Linked DNA regions of Mus musculus: region 2 is linked to region 1. A link is a contact called in public HiChIP or PLAC-seq data. All regions are on one chromosome and are shown on one strand. Each heading gives the region's core, a stretch centred on a gene start, on an enhancer-like site or on the middle of the called end of the contact. The rest is flanking DNA. Distances are from core to core; before and after follow the strand shown.

Evidence for each region. HiChIP or PLAC-seq counts read pairs in DNA pulled down with a chosen protein or histone mark.
Region 2: a contact with region 1 is called in a FOXA1 HiChIP or PLAC-seq map of pancreatic cancer cells. The contact joins two enhancer-like sites. A contact is called at or near these places in 4 of 484 Hi-C or Micro-C datasets (the HPC-7 cell line, adipose-derived mesenchymal stem cells, brown adipocytes and 1 more) and 1 of 115 datasets of contacts at active chromatin or transcription factors (pancreatic cancer cells).

The regions. Positions count from the first base shown.
Region 1 is chr1:81,902,715-81,906,293 of GRCm38.p6, reverse strand. No RefSeq gene overlaps it. Among named protein-coding and RNA genes, the nearest start is that of Mir6344, 230 kb to the left of the region's middle. Within about 2 kb of position 2,018, at least 43 of the 459 cell types and tissues checked have an H3K27ac peak or open chromatin away from gene starts, as enhancers often do. A contact at or near this core is called in pancreatic cancer cells and uterus, where this site is marked.
Region 2 is chr1:82,149,548-82,153,050 of GRCm38.p6, reverse strand. No RefSeq gene overlaps it. Among named protein-coding and RNA genes, the nearest start is that of Mir6344, 19 kb to the right of the region's middle. Within about 2 kb of position 2,015, at least 134 of the 459 cell types and tissues checked have an H3K27ac peak or open chromatin away from gene starts, as enhancers often do. A contact at or near this core is called in pancreatic cancer cells and uterus, where this site is marked.

The sequences.
Region 1 (3,579 bases), core at 769-3,268:
TTTCAGGGTAGCATTTGAAATGTAAATAAAGAAAATATCTAATAAAATAATTCTAAACCAAAAAAAAAAAAAAACTGGCAGGGAAGATTTTGTGTGTTCACCCTTTTAAAAATAATGAGTATTTGAGAAGGTAGATATATTTACTTTGACTTGAACATTATATTATGTGTTTGTGAATTAAACACCAAACACAATCTCATAGATATGTACAATTTGAATGTTCTGTTTATTACTTTAAAAAATAATCCAGAAGAAAGCAAAACACAGACAAAAGTTTTCTGTTTTGTAGTGGACAGATGTTAATATAGTTGATAGACAGACCCACAACTGGTCAAAGTAGACAAAGAGTTTGTGGAGTGCTCAGTTCTAAATGGGCCACCTTTAGCTCTGTCCCCAAAGGTGGAAGAGAGGACAGAGAGAATGTAAGAGCCAGCAGCTGGGGATGGGTGCTGTGAAACAGTATCTTCTGCACACGGTATAGGGGATGCACACATTTTAAATGTTATTGGAAGAAAAAGACCTACACACTATTTAGCCATCAATACTTCATCATAGGTAGGTGAAGTGTTGGCAATTAAGGTTAGTTGTGGAGAGGAATGTCACTTTCTTCTGTGGTGTGACCACTAGTAGGTTGCCCATGATTGGGTAAATAATCACCGCAATGCCTAGTGGGTAACTTTGTTTAAATTTAGTGACACACACAGCATAAAAATAGGAAAAACACTGAAGTTGTTGGAAAGAACAATGCTTTTAGGAGAAAGAGGGGTATGGGATAGGATAATTAGGGTGGGTGAGAATGAGTAAAATTCATTATAAACATGTATGAAACGCTCAAAGGTTAAAATATGAACTAAATTTTTTCTTTGAATTTACAGAAATAGGTAATGTGTATTGCATGTCAAAGGTAGCCATATGTAACAGAGAACTAGAAATATAGTGAGTTTAATTGTCTTCTAGATTTTTATTTAATTACTTAATCCTAAGTTTGTGTAATAAACATACATTGTTTGGTATTTGAAACTATGAAGTTTTTGTCCCCTAAAACATGCCTTAGCAAGAAAATTACTTATAGAAGCTTTTAGTAAAAATCTTTATTTCTTGCCATACGTGCTTCCACCCCTCCTTCCCTCTCCTGCCTATTTTTTCTCCTGCCCCTTTATGACAATTTTGTACACTGGGTAAAAATCCAAAACTTCTTGCACAAACAGGAGTTGTCCTGAAGAAACTTTTATGGACAAAGATTATTGTTTTTCAAAGCTCACTAAGGCACTGTTTGGAGGGGAAAGTTGAATACGGCAGTCTGGTCAGCTCTACCCAAATCCTCCTCACATTCATTCCTGCCTTTTTAGCTTGTTGATCATGTATGAACACACTCTGTTCAGAATGACTCACAACTTCATATTCTCCCAGACTTACCTACTAAACAGTTTTCCATACACTGACAGAAAAGAGAATGATCACATTTATATTAATTTAAACAGAACCCACATTCATGATATTATTATTATTTTAAGCCAAGCTTCAATGTTGAGTTCCATGCCCACTTATTAAACTGAAATGGAAACTTAAGTTCCATTAACAGCGCTTTTTTAGCTTCCTGTAGTAGACAGAGAATGAATTCTAACTTTCAAAAGTTGTATAAATATTGCATAGTGAAGGCATTTTTCCTATACATTATTTGACATCTCATATTTAAAGTTTTGTTTGTTGTTGTCGTTGTTTTTTCTGTTGTTGTTACTTCTTTCTGCTTAGGAGCAAAGGGACCTAGGACAGAAGGAAGCATTTAGAGAAGCTGAACTCCTTGGGCAAACTCAAGGAAAACATACCATCTTACTGTGTAGTTGCTTTCTCTTCTGTAAATGGAGAAGTTTATTTGTGTAAATTCCCTCTGGTTGTTCTGGGAGGATTAAATAGCCAATGTCTGGAAGCAACATGAGCAATTCTGAAATGAAGGCTGTGTGGATCTGTGCTTTTCTTTCTCAGAAGGATTTATTGCCTCAGCATCAGCCTTTGCGTGCTTTGTGTGTACACAGCGAGGAGTGACGTGCTTGCCTCAGAGCAGGAATTTGTTGACTTAACAAACACATATGCAGAGCTTGCTATGGGCCAAGCTCCAGTCTCAACTCTTGACAGGCTTTAACTCATGTAATCCTCACTAACTGTACTGGAATAGATGCTGTTCTTATTTTCAGTTTACAAGGTCCTAAGAAATGGTGAAGTAATTCACCCCAGATATTATAATCAGTAAATGAAAGAGCCAAGAGTGAAAAGCAAGCGACCCAAGTCTAAGTCCTGGAATGACTTACATGAGTTTCTAGGTCCAGACTCAAAGTCATCCCCATTTTGTTTTCCTGTGTCTGGTTTGCTTTAGCCCAGCCTTACTCACTAGGCTTGTTTTTCAACTGCTAGCCAATGTTTATCCCGCTAAAGAAATTGATTCTTGAAGTGAATCACTGTTATGTGATTCTTCCTCTCCCATTTCTTGAATGAATAAGCCTCTGGATCACATTTTCTTGAACATATTGAGTTACAGATTGAGAGCTACCAAGGGCAGAGAAAGAAGGCCCTTTCCTTTTCCTTTTCCTTTTCCTTTTCCTTTTCCTTTTCCTTTTCCTTTTCCTTTTCCTTTTCCTTTTCCCTTTCCCTTTCCTTTTCCTTTTCCCTTTCCTTTTCCCTTTCCTTTCCTTTTCCCTTTCCCTTTCCCCTTTCCTTTCCTTTCCTTTCCTTTCCTTTCCTTTCCTTTCCTTTCCTTTCCTTTCCTTTCCTTTCCTTTCCTTTCCTTTCCTTTCCTTTCCTTTCCTCTTTCCTCTTTCCTTTTTCCTTTCTTTCCTCTTTCTTTCTTTCTTTCTTTCTTTTTCCTTCTTTCTTTCTTTCTTTCTTTCTTTCTTTCTTTCCTTTTTTACATTTTTATTGTATATTTTATTTATTTACATTTCAACTGTTACTCTGTTACCTGGTTTCCTCTCCACAAACTCCCTATCCCCTCCCTCTGCTTCTATGAGGGTGTTCCTCCATGCATCCATGCACTTCCACCTCACCACCCTAGCATTCCCCTACTCTGGGACATGGAGCCTTCACAAGCCCAAGGAGGGGGCCTTTCTGCATTTGAGGGATTGCCATCTCTGCACACAGCTATGGCTTGAGGAACATTTCTAAAGAGACAGATGTTGGCTCAAGAACTTTAAACATCTGGCTTTTGCTGATTCCCCAGAGTGCCAATGGACAAGATTCATGTGTTCTGTCCCTTGCTCTTATCTCAGGTCTTGGGATATTTTAGAGCCTGGCTATAGATGATATTCATGATCTAAGATGATGTCATCCACCTAGGTTAGTACAATAAAGCTGAAGTTCCAGCTAAGAGGAATTAATTTCCAAAGCAGTATTGCGTTACTGAACACAAATCTTTGGATGATCATGTTTTATTTGTTTGTTTGTTTTCCAGGATCTAATAAAGCAATTATTAAGTACCTACATTTTTAATCCAGCAAGAGGAAACTCTCGGAGTGTTTCTCACTTTTAAGCTAGTTCATTTCTCCCTTAATGTATGTGTATAATTAAACACCTCAAAATTGTCTGAAA
Region 2 (3,503 bases), core at 766-3,265, 250 kb before region 1:
AGCCCCAGAAATCTTGTCCTTGTTACGGAGACTTCATTACGTAGGCATGGATGTTTGTACATTAGGTGGGAAGTAAGTAAGGAGTGCCTGGTTAGATTCCCTTTGATCTCGTTGGTCAGCACTCATCCATTTGGGACACAGGGCAGGGTTCCTCTGGAATGAAGATTTCATTACTACTGAACAAGAGTAGGTAGGAGAACTTATGTACAGACAGTGCTAAGACAGAAAAGTGGGAAGGATTTGGGTATCTATGCTCTGCTTTGGGGAAGAAAAGCCTGGTTACTGTTGGTTACCATGGGGAGGGGCAAAACCCAAGATAAGTATCATCACAGCACAGCCCGTTAGTGTATAAATGGAACAATTATTTGGAGCAAAAATTAGTAATTTTATTTACTCTAGCTGATTTGCTTAAGGGATTGGTTGTCACAAAATATAATCTTCTAGGGATCAATTGAGGCAATTATTTTAATTGTCAGAGGAAATCCTGACTTTACCTCCCTGAGACCTTTAAAAATATTCTCAGTTATGATTGGAAAAAATAGTATTCAATCATCTTCCATTTGGAAGCACTGTTCTATTTTGGCACAAGAGTGAGACCACACTTTTTTTTTTTTTTTTTTTGAGACAGGGTTTTTCTGTGTAGCCCTGGCTGTCCTGGAACTCACTCTGTAGACCAGGCTGGCCTCGAACTCAGAAATTCGCCTTCCTCTGCCTCTCAAGTTCTGGGATTAAAGGCGTGCACCAGCATGCCCGGCCTGAAACCACACCTTCTTAAGGCATGACTTTATACTTCAATATCGGGCAAACAAAGGTTTGCTAGACCCCAAATAAAACCAATGGTGATTGTTTGGTTTATTTATTAGTAGTTGTATTCACAGTTGTAACCATAACTACCTTTACTGAGCACTGGATAGGAGAATAAGTAAAACTGCCCATATAAGTATCTCATTTGACTTCTATTTTGCAAAATAACTCCTATTTTCACCCCCATATTAGAGAGAGGAAACAGAAAAGTCTGAGGACATAAAAAAGTCACTGATAAGAATCAAATCCTTGAGGATGAAATAGTGCTTGAGTAAAAACTAACTTTATTAAAATGTAATAATGATTAATAGGAACTCCTTTAGCGTAGGAAAAGCAGTGCTTCAGACAGTTCCCATCTTGCTCATCTTTGCCTAAGCAGCTCTGATATTGGCCCCTAGAGCAAAGTCTGGAGAGTGATGCTAAGTTTTCCATGTCTACCAAGCATCATTTGAAGGGTCATCTGGCTTTTATACTGTCTCAGTGGCAATATGTCTTACAATGACCTACAAATAGGGCATGGAGACTCTGAGGGAGAAAGAATAAGGGAGACATCATGAAACCAACATGGTCCTGTTCTTCTGTAAAATAGTACTCAGGAGGGAGATGGGGCAAGAGGATCTTGAACAGGTCAGAGGTCAGGCAGAGATATATAGCAAGATCTGTCTCAGATGAAGGAGGAGGAGGAGGAGGAGGAGGAGGAGGAGGAGAAGGAGGAGAAGGAGAAGAAAAAGAAAGAAGAAAGAAGGGAAAGAAGAGGAGGAGGAGGAGGAGGAGGAGGAGGGAGAAGAAGAGCAAAAGGAGAACAAAAAAAGGAGAGGAAGAGAACAGGGGTAGGAAGAGAGAATGAGGAAATAGACAATTATGTGAGCGCTGCCAGTCACTCTTACCACTCCCAACCAGCCACCAACTATCCTTCATGGAAGGTGCCCTTTCTGTGTCTGGCTTTGTAGACCTGACTTCCTGACTAGAGGGCAACCAACCCATAGCAAGGCAATATCTTGGTCAATCAGAACGGTTCTGAAATTGCTCTTGTGAACCTTGACTTTGCTGAGCTTAGGTATCCTGTGGTGCTCTGAGAGGAAAATGAATGCTGAGAGTCTGAATGTGAGTACAGAATCTACAATCTGGCCTGGCCCTACATCATCCCTTGTCGCTGGCAGCGGCCTCAGAGAGAGTTTATTGACAAAGGAGAAGGAAGCTCACAGCACACTGGTATGACTCACCCCAAGTTAGGGGGGAGGCAGTTCACAGGGCCACCCGCCTGCCGGAACAGGAAGGCCCTTATTGTGCTCAATCGTTTTCCTGAATGCCTGTTTCAACAACAGCAAAAGGAAACATTACTGTTTGGCTCCTCGCCAGGCTGGCCACTTGGTACTTTCAGTGCATAGAACGCAGAAATCTGGCTCAGACAAGACATTAAAGATACACATGGCTGTAGTTACTTCTGTGTTTCAGAGGAAATACTGTGTTCTGCAGTAAACAACCCTGGGTGATTTAAGGCAACTCTTTTTATTTGAAGCAGCCCTAAATGAATGTTTAATGGACCGGTTTCACACCCAGGAACCCAATGGGAGGCCTTGACACCCTTTCCCACAGAATCCTACAGGAATAAAATATGAAAAGTCCCGTCAGCTAGCTATTCATGGGTTCACTCCAGACAGACTGGGAACGGGTGGCGAAAATGTAGCCAAGGGTAAGAGAAGAAGTAAAATCAGAAGGCAAATGTATAAAGGCAATGTAATTAAGAACCTGTAGGCAATTAAGCTTCTGGGCATAATTACAGGCAGACACCTACACAGCTGAGGGCTTTGTGGTCCGTGAGCCATTGTTGGAGGAAGTGTGTCACTGTGGGGGTGGCCTTTGAGACCCTCCTCCTAGCTAGCTGCCTAAGAAGCCAGTCTTCTATTGGCCTTCCGATCAAGATGTGGAACTCTCAGCTCCTCTGGTGCCATGCCTGCCTGGACACTGCCATGTTTCCCACCTTGATGATAATGAATGAAACCACAGAACCAGTAACCCAGCTCCAATTAAATGTTGTCCTTTATAAGAGTTGCCTTGGTCATGGTGTCTCTTTACAGCAATAGAAACCCTAACTAAGACACATATTAAGAGACTGAAGGGCCTTCTTGATGGCTGTTCTGGTTAGGTTTTTCTTTTTAATCTGATACATCTGAGAAGTCACCTGAGACAAGGGAGCCTCTGTGGAAGAACTGCTTCCCCTGGATTAGCCTGTGAGCATGTCTGCGGTGTATTGTCATGATTGCTAATTGATGTATAGGCCAAGGCGGTACTGTCATGAAGCAGGCGGTTCTGGACTGTATAAGAAAGGCTGAGCGCAGGCCAGTGAGAAAGCCTGTAAGCTGTGTTCCTCCATGTTTTTTGCTTTAGTTACTGACATGAATTCCCTCTATAATGGACAGTGACCTGAAAGTATAAGATGAAATAAACCCTTTTCTCCCCAGGTTGCATTTGGTCAGAGTACTCTTATAACAGCAACAGAAAACAAACTAGAATAATAGTTAAGTATTAATTTCTTGTTCTTGCGGAGGAGTTATAGACAGGTGGTTTTCCATTACCTGGGCAAGTAATTCCAAGAATACAGATTCACCAGACAGAACTATATGTCAATACAAACTTCATGCCTGCCTCCAATTCCTAGCCCCATTGGGCTGAAGACAGTCTAACCTCTGGAGAAGGGA